2 separate regions of the Ovis aries genome follow, and region 2 is linked to region 1. A link is a contact called in public Hi-C data. All regions are on one chromosome and are shown on one strand. Each heading gives the region's core, a stretch centred on a gene start, on an enhancer-like site or on the middle of the called end of the contact. The rest is flanking DNA. Distances are from core to core; before and after follow the strand shown.

The links. Hi-C and Micro-C count contacts between places; a contact is called where the count stands out from the background.
Region 2: a Hi-C map of hypothalamus shows a contact between it and region 1, with 2.4 times the contacts expected there. The contact joins the promoter of RAP2A here to the enhancer-like site in region 1. A contact is called at or near these places in 2 of 16 Hi-C or Micro-C datasets (hypothalamus and tail adipose tissue).

The regions. Positions count from the first base shown.
Region 1 is chr10:73,875,953-73,882,569 of ARS-UI_Ramb_v3.0, reverse strand. MBNL2 (muscleblind like splicing regulator 2) reads right to left here. Exons shown (of 8, transcript XM_060394207.1): 4 at 5,910-6,110; 5 at 2,941-3,204. Among named protein-coding and RNA genes, the nearest start is that of RAP2A, 98 kb to the left of the region's middle. Within about 2 kb of position 2,874, at least 33 of the 54 cell types and tissues checked have an H3K27ac peak or open chromatin away from gene starts, as enhancers often do. A contact at or near this core is called in hypothalamus, where this site is marked.
Region 2 is chr10:73,974,450-73,981,066 of ARS-UI_Ramb_v3.0, reverse strand. RAP2A (RAP2A, member of RAS oncogene family) reads right to left here and starts at 4,123. Exons shown (of 2, transcript XM_027973728.3): 1 at 3,521-4,123. The coding sequence starts at 3,834.

The sequences.
Region 1 (6,617 bases), core at 1,625-4,124:
TATATTGAAAGACCTTCAGGATTAGAGCAGACCTCAGAGATCCCCAAGGCCAGTGAACTTTGGGAGCTTCCTTAGGCACCTACGCAGAGAACCAGATTCTCTTTAATTGAGCTCCTACTATGTGCCAGATACTGAGCATCCATTCCAGCTGGCCTCACCAACATTTCTGATCCTCTGTCCCCTCCCCGAGCCTTCTCTATAGTGTGTGTGCATGTAGCCAGGCGTTTCATTTTCTGGATCAAGGAGCAAGCCAACTTCAAGGCAAGTGAACCAACTGCCCGGCCTTAGAGGTAAAGACCAAACCTGAGGAGTCAAGAATCGTGGACGACAGTAACCAGAGCTGCCACTTCAATGCAGAAGAAAGGGATATGGACAAGTAGGATGGAATTCAAAGTTCCTGAACATGTTTTCATGACTAGCTGATGGCAGCTGCTCTTGTTTCTTTTTACAAAATAAGTATCTTCTGGTGCAGCCCAATTTTGGTGCGTGTGTGTGAAGAAAGACTGTTGTCTTGAAGACCAGATACCCTTTGTGTTAAAATTACCAGAGAGAAGCTCTGATTTATTTTCACATTTGAAAAATTCTGGTGGGGATGATGCCCATGTTTTAAGAGCTATTGTACAAGTATAAGGCTGTAAAGGAAAGAGATGCCTCTTTCTCTGGACTCAAAGTTTGAATTCATTTTCAGGGTCCAATTAATCAAAAGAAGCAGAAATTCCTGGATAACAATAAAAACTACACTACAGTAATTCTTGGAGCTCAGGCATGAAACCCAGGTGAATGGGATACTAACATCTTCTGGCTGCAATCATCACACCCATTCATTCTCTTAAAGAAATAAAACAATCGTTTTTCCTTCATGGTGCTGAGTAATCTTGTTACTAGAGTAAGAAGACTTTGACTTCATCGAACTGCAACTGGTTTCAAATGAGCCTCTCACTTTCAAAAGACACTGTAGATTCAGTAACTTTCATGTCATCGTCAGAAAGAACCTGATGCTTTTGTTCTGAAACTACATTCCTTTGGGTTGTCTTTGAGGATGCTGCAAGACCACCTGAAATATCAGAACTCCAAATCCAGCACAGTGTAACAATGGAGGAAACTATGGCAACTAAACACGCTGACATCCACTCTAACAACCTTTGTGCATTTTGATGAGAAGGATTTGCAACTGCACCGAAGAAGGGCACGTAGACTCACAATTTAAAGAAATCGGGCTGTGTGTATACATGTAATGGCCATTTCTTCTCTTATCTCCATCAACCCAGGTCATCTACCATTGACTTATTCTAGGTACACTGCTCCTTCAATGATTCAAGAACTTATTGATTATGTAGATGTTAGGACTGCTACTTCTAAGTAGTGTGTCTTGGGTTAGTCGCTCTCTTGTATCTGACTCTTTGCAACCCCACAGACTGTAGTCAGCCAGGCTCCTGTGTCTATGGAATTCTCCAGGCAAGAATATTGGGGTGGCTTACCATTCCCTTCTCCAGGGGATCTTCCCCACCCAGGGATCAAACCCAGATCTCCTGCTTTGCAGGCAGATTCTTTACCCCCTGAGCCACCAGGGAAATCCACTTCTAGGTAACAGGCAGATAAATCAAGGCTCAGATAACTCAGATAAATTCAGGGCTCAGCGCCAAAGGTTACTATTAGTACCAGTGGTTTGTTGTATTTAACAGGTATCTAAGGAATAAGGACTGATTTTTTTCGTAGTTCCATAGCTAGACCCCGTGATGCATTTCCATCACGTCATGGAGGACCGTTATCCCTGTCACTTACTAAACTCCAAGCTCCCGAGGACGAGGAAAACTGCCTAATTTATTTATTCCATCCAGCAAGTGCCCGATGAGCGCCAGGTCTCATGGATTATCCAGTGTCTATCACACATTAAAACACACTGACGTCAAGCCAGAGATCTCACACCACAACAGATTAATTACAATCCAGTGCGGGTGGTGCTCAATTTTTGTAACACAACGGACTCACGAGGAGCTGGAAAAGAAAAGGCGCATGCCCAGGCCACACCCAAACCAATTAAATAAGAAACTTGGGGGAAGTGACTGCCCTTAGAAACTTTCACGTGCCCTCAGGTAATCCCAGACTACAGAAGCCTGGCTAGTGCAGTCCACGGGGTTGCAAAGAGTCGGACTTGATTTAGCGACCAAACAACAACAACGTGTTCTAGGCAGGTGCTTCTCAAACGTTACTGTGTATACAATCCACCTGGGGATGTTGGGAAATTTAAATCCTGATCCCAAAGGTCTGGGCGGGGGGGGGGGGGGGGGAGAAGTGGGGCTGAGTCGAGCTGTAACAGGCTCCCGAGGGTGCTGGGGAGGCCTGTGTCTTTAACGCAGGGGACTTGGGGCTACCTTCCAGGCCTTTTATTATTATTCTTATTTTTCAAAACACCATCCATACAGCTCCATCTTCATCTGTTTCATGACTTTATGTTCTGCATAAATTTTCTTTCAGGGAGAGAGGGAGTTTGCAGCATGGCCTTTGTAATAAGTAACAAGAAGTGGGGAGCAAAAAAATGGGGGCAGTGGCTCCCGGCCCGGGTGCATCCTCCGCCCGGTTCTCCTCTCTCCCCGGCTCCAGGCCGCCTCCCTGGTCCTTCCAGCCCGGTCCCGCCCGCGTCCGCGCTCCGAGAGGCGCTCTGGGCTTGGGGAGGGGCCCTCGCACCCGCCCCTGGCTTCCCTGCGCCCGCCTGAGGGATTTACTTATTGTGCTGCGAAGGGAAGGAGGGAGGAACGGAACAAAACGAAAACGAAACGGGCGGGGCGGGGGAACCACGACAGGACGGAGGCAGCGGAGCAGCGGGAGCGCCAGCCGGCCCCACTCCCGGCGGCGAGGCGCGCGTGCGCGTGCCCGCGCGGAAGGCGCGGCTCCGGGCGCGCGGGCTTCGGGGAAGGTGCGCGGCGCGCGCGCCCCACTTACCATGACTGTGGCCGCGGCCGCGGCTGCCTGGGCGGCCACCGCGGCCTGGTTGGCTTGGTGCTGCGCAGCTTTGATTTTGGCCTGCAAGTGTGCAGGAGGGTGAAAATATTTGCATTTCTCCCTCATGCAACGCCCCTTTATGTAATCCATACAAACGGTTACGGTGTTGTCGTTTGTGTCGACCATGGTGCTGTCGGCGGGGTGTGCAAAGCGGCAGTCGGTCTCTCCCCGGGCACAGTTTCCTCGCTGGAACTCCCTGCAGACCTAGGACACGGGGCGGGGGGGGGAGAAGAGCATACGATGCAGTAAAAAAAAAAAAAAAAGAAGAAGAAGATGCTTTCCCTTTCTTTGCATGCTGGCTTTTTTGCCGTTTACAATCAACCCAAGTCACTGGAATCCCGGGCAAACTATGATCACTTCAGTTTTGCTTCGCCCTGTTTGCTGGGGTGAGAATCTGTATTGAGCTAGGAAGTAAAAATCTACACTTTAGCTAAGATAACAAAAATCAACAAGGCCCCCATTGTTCTTGGGTTTTATTTATTTATATTTATTTGTTGACTTTTATAGAGAAGGGAAGGAAGGAAAGAAAATATGTTATATATATACTAATTCAGAGATTTTATATATATACACACACATATATATGTATAAAATCTGGTCTTCTGTATATAACTACGTCTCCTTCTACCATGACAACTCTGGGAAGTCGTGGGGTTTTTTGCATGGAGGGATTATTTCACCAAGGATCCAGCTACAATATCATAGCGGCACAATTCCAAAAAGAATTAAGCAGAAGTGACCAACTTGTTTCTTCTCCCTGAGGACAGGAAGTGGGGGGCAGGGTGAGTGTGAATACTCCCGTTTTCCCCTAAATCTCTCCTGCTCTACAAGATAAAGTGGGCTTCTAATCATAGATTAGAACAACTATGATACCCAAGACACCAAAACTTTCATTTAAATCACAATATTATTTTTTACAATAAAGAAAAGATAAAAAGGAGAGAAATATGGGAAGAGATAAAGCAGGGGCCTGGGGGAAGGAAGTAGGATAGATTTTGGAGTGTTGATGTATTGTTTCTTTTTCTTATTCTTCAGTCCTTAATTATCCTGAAATCTCTAGTAACTAAAATGCTCCATCCTCTGAGAATTCCCATGGATCAAGAGTTAACTGTATAAAGAAAATTTTCCTTGGAATTTAAAGAGTATTCTTAATCTTGCCCTAAATATCAATAATATGAAATAACACAAATAAGAAGCATATAACAGTTATAAATATCTGTATCAGAGAAAAATTATTAGTGAAATGGTAATTTCTTTTCTTAGGCTCTACATCCAGTGTTGATGTGCTTAAGTGGCGGTTCACATCTTGATCACTAGTGACTTATAGGAAGGGTCACTGGCATGACACTGGGAACCTTGTGACAGTCTTAGGTACTTGGGAAATACAGTTTCGCTGATCAGTGGCCAGGCAAGTTTGAAGGCCAAGCAGATACATCACAAAATTATTAATTGCTTCCTTCTACTTTGTATATTGTCCAACATTCCATCGTTAGCTCATAAAACGTACAAAAGAAAAATTACTAAGCTGTACCCACAGATTGTGAGTAAGCCTCCCCTTATAAGTGGAATGACTCGAGGTTGAGACGGCGTTGGGTGTTGAGCATTTACCTAGGGGCTCTGTGTGCCACTGACTTCATTCCTGCTTTGAAATAAATTGCAAGCTGCTTTGCTAAAGTCTCCGTGAATCATTTTTACATATGTCTTTGTCTGCCAATCCTGTTGGGAAGGACAACTTGTTCCCAACTCGACTGATTTAATTTGTTTTCTAAACCACACAGTCACGTACTGAACACAAAAGCTTCACGGGTCCACCAGGTGGCGCCCCAAACACTTTTCCAGTCCCGTAAAAGGTCTGTTCAATATTCACAGGGGTAGGCTGGATCAAAACTGTAGCGATGGGAGGTTATAGTCTTTTCATTTGGGGATCCACATACTTCAGAAGGAAGCTGGTATTAGGCAACATTTTATCACTTTCAAGATGTATAGAGTAAATATTTAAACAAATGCACATTGAAAGAATCATTCTTGAATGATCCCAAGATAAAGTACAGTATATATCCTAACCTTACATATGTATCAACTAACTATAATTGGTGATCGAATTTCAGGAGCCCTTTGAAAAATCTATCAGATTCTTTATACTCCATATAAAATGCTCTATTAAATACCAGAGGATACAACAGTTAAGATAAATGGATGCCCTGATTAAAAAGAAATTTAACCCAGTTAAGTTAAATCCAGGTGAGCTGGTTTGACTCCTGACTTAAGAATTACATTTTATAAATATATGAATTTGCTTTCTTGACTTTTCTAGAAGACTTGAATGTCAGTGAAAGAAAATATCTCAAATCAGTAATTAGACTCTCCCAGGCTCTAGTCCCCCTGTTTACCTACATACAACCGGGGCTGGAGCATGCTGGAGCAGCCATACTAGTTCTTAAAGTACTGAAATATGATCATACCAGTCGCTCTGTAGTCACTGCCCTACTTTCTCCCACCTCTGTCCCCTTCATCCTGGCTGCTGGCTTTCTAACCTGCTCATTCCCAGACCTTTCCAAGATCCATCAAAGGTTCATGCCTGACACAGCTGGAACCCTTGGGAGCCACTTCCATGACCCACATAGTGACTGATTCAGCCTTCCATTGGTTGTTGCATATTCTGCCTCTGAATACACATTCCACACAATCAATTTTTATTTGTATTGAACTTAAGTCTTTTCCCACAGACTAATTTCCTTTATACTTGGCCTCCAATTCAAACAGTAGAATTATGAAATGCATGACTTTTAGGTGAATCTCTGTGCGTGGCTGTTTTGCAAGACTGAATTGGTATCTTAGAAGCACTCACTTCCATAGAAGTACACTGCTACCCCCAAAGGCATCTCAAAACACAAATATAATTGAAGTACCTCCAGTTTGTCAGTCCTGAGAAGTTTCTGAGTTGCAGTTGAGCCCGGGACAGTGACAGGTGGACTTCCGGGAACAATAACAGGTGTGGTGGGTAGAATTTCCGTTGGGACTAACCCAACTCCAGGGGTTACAGGTGCTAAGTAAGGAGCAAAGCTAATCGCCGTATTTGTCCCTATTGCGGGACCTACAGGAAAAGTGGGCTGTTAAAGGAAGATAACACAGGACAAAAACTTCTTTAGAATAAAACTTTAAAAAATCACCAGCAACATTTACTCACCGCATATAAGACTCTTTGTGTTAGCTGCAAAAATCAGTGCTGAACTGTGAAAATTCTTTAAGCCTCTCTGTTTAGTGCTTAATAAAAATGAAATCCACATAGACCCTCTCTTTCCCAAACCATATAAACACAAAGGAGAATGTCATCGAAACCTAACTACAGGAACCGGCTTAAACTTTTATTCCCATGAAAGTGTTCTCAAGAAAAGAAAATGGTTATTCTATTCCGGTGCCTCATCATTCCACACTAGTGAGTGTTACAACATGAAGACAGTAAAATGTACGAAACGCTGACTCATGATCTCTGATGTGCTCTACATGTCTCTCAAAGGGAGAAGAAAAAACAAACACCATGAATATAGGCTGAGTTTCAGACTGATCAAATTTGTACACTCTCAAGCACTGGGGATTATCTGGTATTTTATTTTGCT
Region 2 (6,617 bases), core at 2,874-5,373, 97 kb before region 1:
TCCCCTGGAGAAGGGAATAGCTCCCCACTCCAGTATTCTTGTCTGGGGATCCCATGGATAGAGGAGCCTTGGGGGCTCCAATCTATGGGGACGCAGAGTCAGACATAACTGAGTGACTAACACTTTACTGGTCTATACTAGGTAATGAATTTCAAAATGCAGCCACAAATTTATTTCCTTTAAAATAACATTTAAGCAGACAAGGAGACAAAGTTAAATAACAGCTGGCATTTTTATGTTCAAGGTATTGCGCTGGATACCTTAAAATGTATTACCTCATTTAATACTAACAAAGACTCTGAGAGGTGCATGCACGTGTGTGCGTTAGTCGCTTAGTGGTGTCCAGCTCTTTGAGACCCCATGGGCTGTAGCCTACCAGGCTCCTCTGTCCATGGGATTCTCCAGGCAGAAATACTGGAGTGGGTTGCCATTTCCTTCTCCAGGGGATCTTCCTGACCCAGGGATCAAACCTGGGTCTCCAGCACTGCAGGCAGATTCTTTGAGAGGTGCGTGCCATACTCTTAATTCACAACATGGAAGCTGGAGCTTAGAGAAGCAAGTGTTTTCCCAAAATATTTACACCTTAGACCTGCACGGTCCCATATGTTAGCCTGGAGCCAGGTGTGGCTGCCGAGCAACTGAAATACAGCAATAATACTGTATAAACACTGAAATGTGCAGTAAGTATAAACAGAACCCCGAGTTTTGAAAATTTAGTATGCAAAAGAAAATGATGAAAATACCTCAATTCCTGAATACTGATTAGATGTTGAAATGACAATATTTTAGAGTGGGTTAAATAAAATTTATTATTAAAATTAATTTTACCTGTTTCACATTAAAAAAAAATTCAGCTACTAGACATTTCAAAACTACACATGTGGCCCACAATTACATTTGAATTGAATAGTATTGCCGTAGACGAAAGGCTCCATAATTGAATTTGTCAGTAAATGCCAAGTTCAAAGGCAGCCTGGTGTAGAGGAAGAGAAGAGTACATGGATTCATGCAGATTTGGTTTAAATATCCCCTCCACCAGTGACTAGTTTTTGGCCAAAAATATCAACCCTCTCTACATTTCACTTATGTCATCAGCATTATGGTGATATTAAACATCCTCAAACAACTGTTGTATGTAATATGTAAAGCAGACTGGCAGAGGGGAAACTGGCAGAGGGGAAAGAACAACTACAAATACCTCCTACAGCAACTGCTTAAAAATTGATCCTCAAAAATAATAGAAAATGCACTTATTTGAAAATCACATTTTACTCTTTAAGTGGGAAAAGTTAAAGAATCAAAACACTGAATGCCTGCTCTCGTATAATAAATGCATAACAGATACTGTATTATAATATACATAAAATACACAGATTCTTTCTTTCAATATTGTTTAAAATATGCTATAGGCTGGGAGGCCAGATAATGAGGTTAGGGTGAGGTAAAAAAAATATCAGGACAGATAGGCCCAAGTGGTTCTTACAGACAATTATCTTGAGCTTATGAACTCCACATCAGCTGATTTTTTTTTCAACCTTTTACATCAGGAACTAACACGAGTGAGTAAAATGACATCAGGGCAAGTAGAGTTTTACTTTTTTTCTTCCTGGGTCATACTGCAAACAAATAAATTGCTCCAGTACACTAAGTTCAGACTAACTCATTATTGGTGATCTCAAATATACCAAGAGAAACTACAAAATCCTGTGAACTATACTATCCAATGACATTTTGCCCTATTCTATCCCCTAGGCTCCTGTCAAGAAGTTTGCACTGGGCATGTGACTTTATCAATGTATGTATTATCTGTATATATGTAAATGCAAAGAGTGGAGCAGTTGGGGCATTTACTTTAATGTGATATATGTATACAGCCTAAGATTGACATGTGACAATGTGTTTGATTGCCCTGTTCTCTAGGGATTTTTTGTTGTTGTTAACAGACCAGGGGAAGTGTTAAAGATTTGAGCCTCTTAATATCATATACTTTAACACCCAAAGTATTCCTATGTTAACTATAGCAATTAACTTTAAGAAAATGATACTGAAGAAGTAAAAAAAAAGCTATCAGATTCACAGATCTTAGAACATCATCAGAGACCATAAAAATATTCACTTTATTCTAGTTTGAAATTTAATGGAAGAAGTAATATACAAAATTTTAATTTACCTATTAAAGTGCATATTCAATGAGTTAAAGGTCAGGGAGCACTTCAGGAGAGGGCTTCCCCTTTGATCTCATATGTGGCATCAAAAATCTGCTTCTTGTAATGAATTTTTGAACAACCCCTGAGGGCACATGACTTGGTATTTGCTCTTTCAAAATGAGTTGATTCAACTTGGCTAAAAATGAGATTACGTCTACAGTACACTTACAGCTAGCTTTCAGCCAATGTCTATTAATTTAGGGTTATAGGTAGAATTGGGTAAGAAAAACAAAATTACACTAGATCAAAATTATTAGCAATTATTAATAATAAGAATCAGACAAACCAGTAATGTGCACTTAACCAGTAATTAGGAAAATTTGCCAAAACTCGGAACTGAGACATTGCATTTCTGATTCTTGAAATTATAGGAAAAAATATAATCAATTTAAGAGAATACAAATATTATAAGCCATTTAAGCTACCAGCCATATTTTCAAAATGCACAGTTTAGAGTAAAAGAGTTCCTATCAGGAAAGTGCTTATTTATTTCCATTAACTTTACATTAGCTAATATTTGAGTCACACCTTTGAAGAAACTTGCTTTATTTTCAGGAATGTCTCCCCCTCCCCCCTTTTCTTTCTTTCTTTTTTGTTTTTGAGAGGAATAAGGCAGCTAGACTAAAAAAAGAAGAAAAAAGTTGTCACATTCTTTAACCGGAGTGGTATATTTGTGCTTCTATATACTAGAATATACTCTATCGATTCCACTGAGCCAAGTCTTCAAATAATATGATAATCTGTCTTTCAAGTTTCATCTTAATTGCAGAGTTCATTTTTGTTCAAACGCCCTGGCACCATTCAGTCTTCTATGAAATGAGAAAGGTCTTTTTCGTTCGGACTTGACATGTTTACCACGTATGTGTGAGCAATTTTTGCTGTCATCTAACTGCAAAGGTCTTTTTATTGTTGTTGAATCTGAAAATGTCTCCACTATACTTGCACAGCTGCCCTCTTCCCAGCAGAAACCAACCCGCCCCTCTCCCCTCTGCGAGTTTTAAACTTTCTTTGCTTTGGGGGTTCTGCACAAGCGCTACTAGTAACAACCAAGAGACAAAGAGCTGTGCTTGTGGGATGCCAAATTTGAGTTGTGAAACAAAGCACTCAAATTTGAGATTCAAGAGGATGAGGATGATGCTGGTAAAAAAAAAAAATTATGATAAAGCGTTATGATCCTAGAGCCGTCTCGCTAGACAGCTCCTCCAGCCCACGGCCACGCCAGAGCACGCGGGAGGGAGTTCTGATCCCCGAACAGGAGGGCTCGCGGGGCCCCCACCGGCGAAGCCCCCTGCCCGCGCCCCCGGCCCTCTCACCGCTTTACTCGGATGATCTGGTCCCGCATGGGCTTGATGTCCTGGAAGCTCTGCTGGTTGACGAGGCTGTAGACGAGGATGAAGCCCTGGCCGTTCTTGATGTACAGGTCCCGCATGGACGCGAACTGCTCGGTGCCCGCCGTGTCCAGGATCTCCAGCACCGACGGCGACGAGTCCACCTCGATCTCCTTGCGGTAGAAGTCCTCGATGGTGGGGTCGTATTTCTCGATGAAGGTGCCGGTCACGAACTGCACGGTCAGGGCGGATTTGCCGACCCCGCCCGAGCCCAGCACCACCACTTTGTACTCGCGCATCGTCCCTCCGCGGCCGCCGCCGCCGCCGCCGCCCGCGACATAGACCTACGCCCGCCTAGCTGCGCGCCCGGACCCTGCGCCGGCGGCCGACCCCGCCGACTCCCGCTGCCGCCCCCACCTCACGGCCGCCGCGGTCCCCCGGGCGCCGGCGGAGGTAAGCGCAGCCCTGGGCATAGGGGCCGAGCCAGGTTGCAAAGCGGCCCCGCGGGCGCCGGCAGGCACTGAAGGCGAGCGGGGAGCGGGAGCTAAGGAGCCGCCCGAGCCGCCTGAACCGCGGGCCCGCAGTGCCGCCCGCCCGGCCGCCCCGCCCCTCGCGCCTCCACGCCCAGCTCCCCTCCCGCCGCCGCCGCGGCTGCTGCTCTTCCCGGCGGCGGAGCGCGCTCCCGAGTCCGAGCCGCAGCGCTGCCGGGGGGCGGGGCCTGGAGGCCCGGGGGGCGGGGCCCTGAGGCGCAGCCCCGCCCCTGCGCCCCCGTCGCCTAGGCGACCGGGCGCGCGCGCGCTCCCGGGAGGCTCTGCGCCGCGCGGAATCCTCGGCTGGCGGCTTAGATAAACAACCACCTGGGCCACCCGACAACACCCCAGTCCGTCAAACCCAGTGGGTAGGGGGCATATTGAACATGCGCAGTTCTCCACCCGGCGACGGGAGCTGTTTCTACCTGAACACGCCAAGTTCAAGACTTTGGCGGAGACAGGCTGTTGGAGGGGCCAGAGCAGTCTCCGAGATTTAACCTGAGGAGGGGAGTGAGAAGAGAGACACCGGCAGGGCCCAAACGGCGACCCTGGCACGAGGGCCTGGCTGGACACCACCCGGTCCGTCAGCATTCCTGAGGGATTTGTTTTTATAAAGATAACGAGAAAGCTGTTTGTTTTAGGGAGAAGCAGGCACACCACGAAAGGAAGCTTTTATTTTACGCCTCAGGACACTCAGGGAGACGCGAGAGGCCCCAGGGAACTTACTGCCCAAGGCAGTGAGGCCGCGGTAGCCGGGGCCCACGCCCGGTGACGTCGCTGGGGGTCCCGCCCACCTCCCCCAGCCCCGCCCTTTTCTTGGCCTGAGAGAAAGTCCAGCTCTTCCCACGCCCTGTCACCACAGGCGCTTGGAAAATCGGGAGAGCGGAGACCTCGGCCACAGCCCCAAAGCCCAGGGACACCTCTTAGCAACAGCCACCCGGGACAACCTAGTCGGGAGCTAGGGGTCCATCTCAGCCAACCAGCCCACCTCTGTGGACCCCGTGGTGCCACTCTCGGCCAATGGAGAGCCACCTTTTACCACGTGATGCCATCCACCAGCCAATGGGGGGAGTCCAGTTGCAGGCTCCGCCCTCCCATCGCTAACGGCTTGGCTGAGCGTGCTCTGCCAGCCAATGGTAGGTGAGCTCACGCATGACGGAGACTTGCTCTGAGCCAATCAGAAATCGCGATTCTCCTGCCTACACAGACTGGTAGTATGGAGAGAGGGGCGAGCTGGTGGGGCTTGGGCGGGGTCATTGATTGAGGTGGCGGTCGCAGCACCCTATTCTGGCGAAGGAACGAGTTGAATTGCAAGCGAGAGTGATGAATTTCGCTTTAATGTCGTCTCCGTGGCATTCTGCCTAAATGAGGCACACAGAAATAGTGCTGAGGGATGCGGGCTAAATCGTGGGATGAATCGAGAGAACAGTATCTTGTTTATAGGGTGAGAAATTTTCTAGTCGTTAGGGAGACGTACTGCAGTAGCTGCATGGGTTCTCCAGGTGTGCCTCCTAAAATATTTTTAGCAACTCACTTTTGCCACTTACTGTTCTCCTAATTACACATTCTCTCCCATCCATAAAGTCAAATTTAGGAGAACTTAGGTCCCTAAGTATTCCTGGATTGTATTTTGCAATAACTGGTTATTGGGTTTACCGTTCTTAAACTATGTCCTTCTGTAACCGGTCTACACCCATCCATTACTAGTATACGTTTCTTGGGAATTACAAATTTCTATACTTCTAGGGTTTCATCTGGGGCTTCCAGTGGTAAAGAATCCCCTAGCAATACAGGCGACACGACTCGCACAGGAGACTGAATTCAATCCCTGGGTTGGTAAGATCCCCTAGAGAAGGAAATGGCAACCCACTCCAGTATTCTTGCTTGAAAAATCCCACGGACAAAGGAACCTGGTGAGCTATAGTCCAGGGGATTGCAAAAAGAGTCAGACACACCTTAGTGGCTAAACAGCAACCACTGCAAGGTTTGATCATGGTATGCCTCTTCACCCTTTTTGGTCCCCACGATGTCATCTTGTAGAGAGGGTTTTGGTCTGTGTTAATCAATTAAACATGTTCTTTTATCGTCTTTTTTTTGGTCAGTTATCGAACTACTATAAAGATGTACTCAAATTTAGCAGTGTCCTAACAGCTGTATCACTCTCTTACCTTAAAATGGATAGCTGACCTTTGCATTACCTTGGTATAGTATAACACCTCAAGTTTGTGCTTAAAATAATTGCAGGAAAGTGCCCTGTCAAAATATGTAGTAATATATAAATGAGTCGTTATTTCTTGATTACATATCAAAATATGAGAGTTACATTTGAGCCACCAGAATCAACAGCGAAGGCAGATTGCAAAAGAACTAAGAATCAAGAGGAAAGTTTCAAGAGAGTTGAAGCCAAAGAGGGTCTGTTATCCCATCTTAAACTAGTAATGTGACTAGGTGAATTAAAATTAAGAGCTCACATGGGTTTGAGATAAAGCTTCACATCTAAGCTTTTTTGGCAGGCATGTTTCAAGATGATTTTGTAGGTGCATACAATGGTC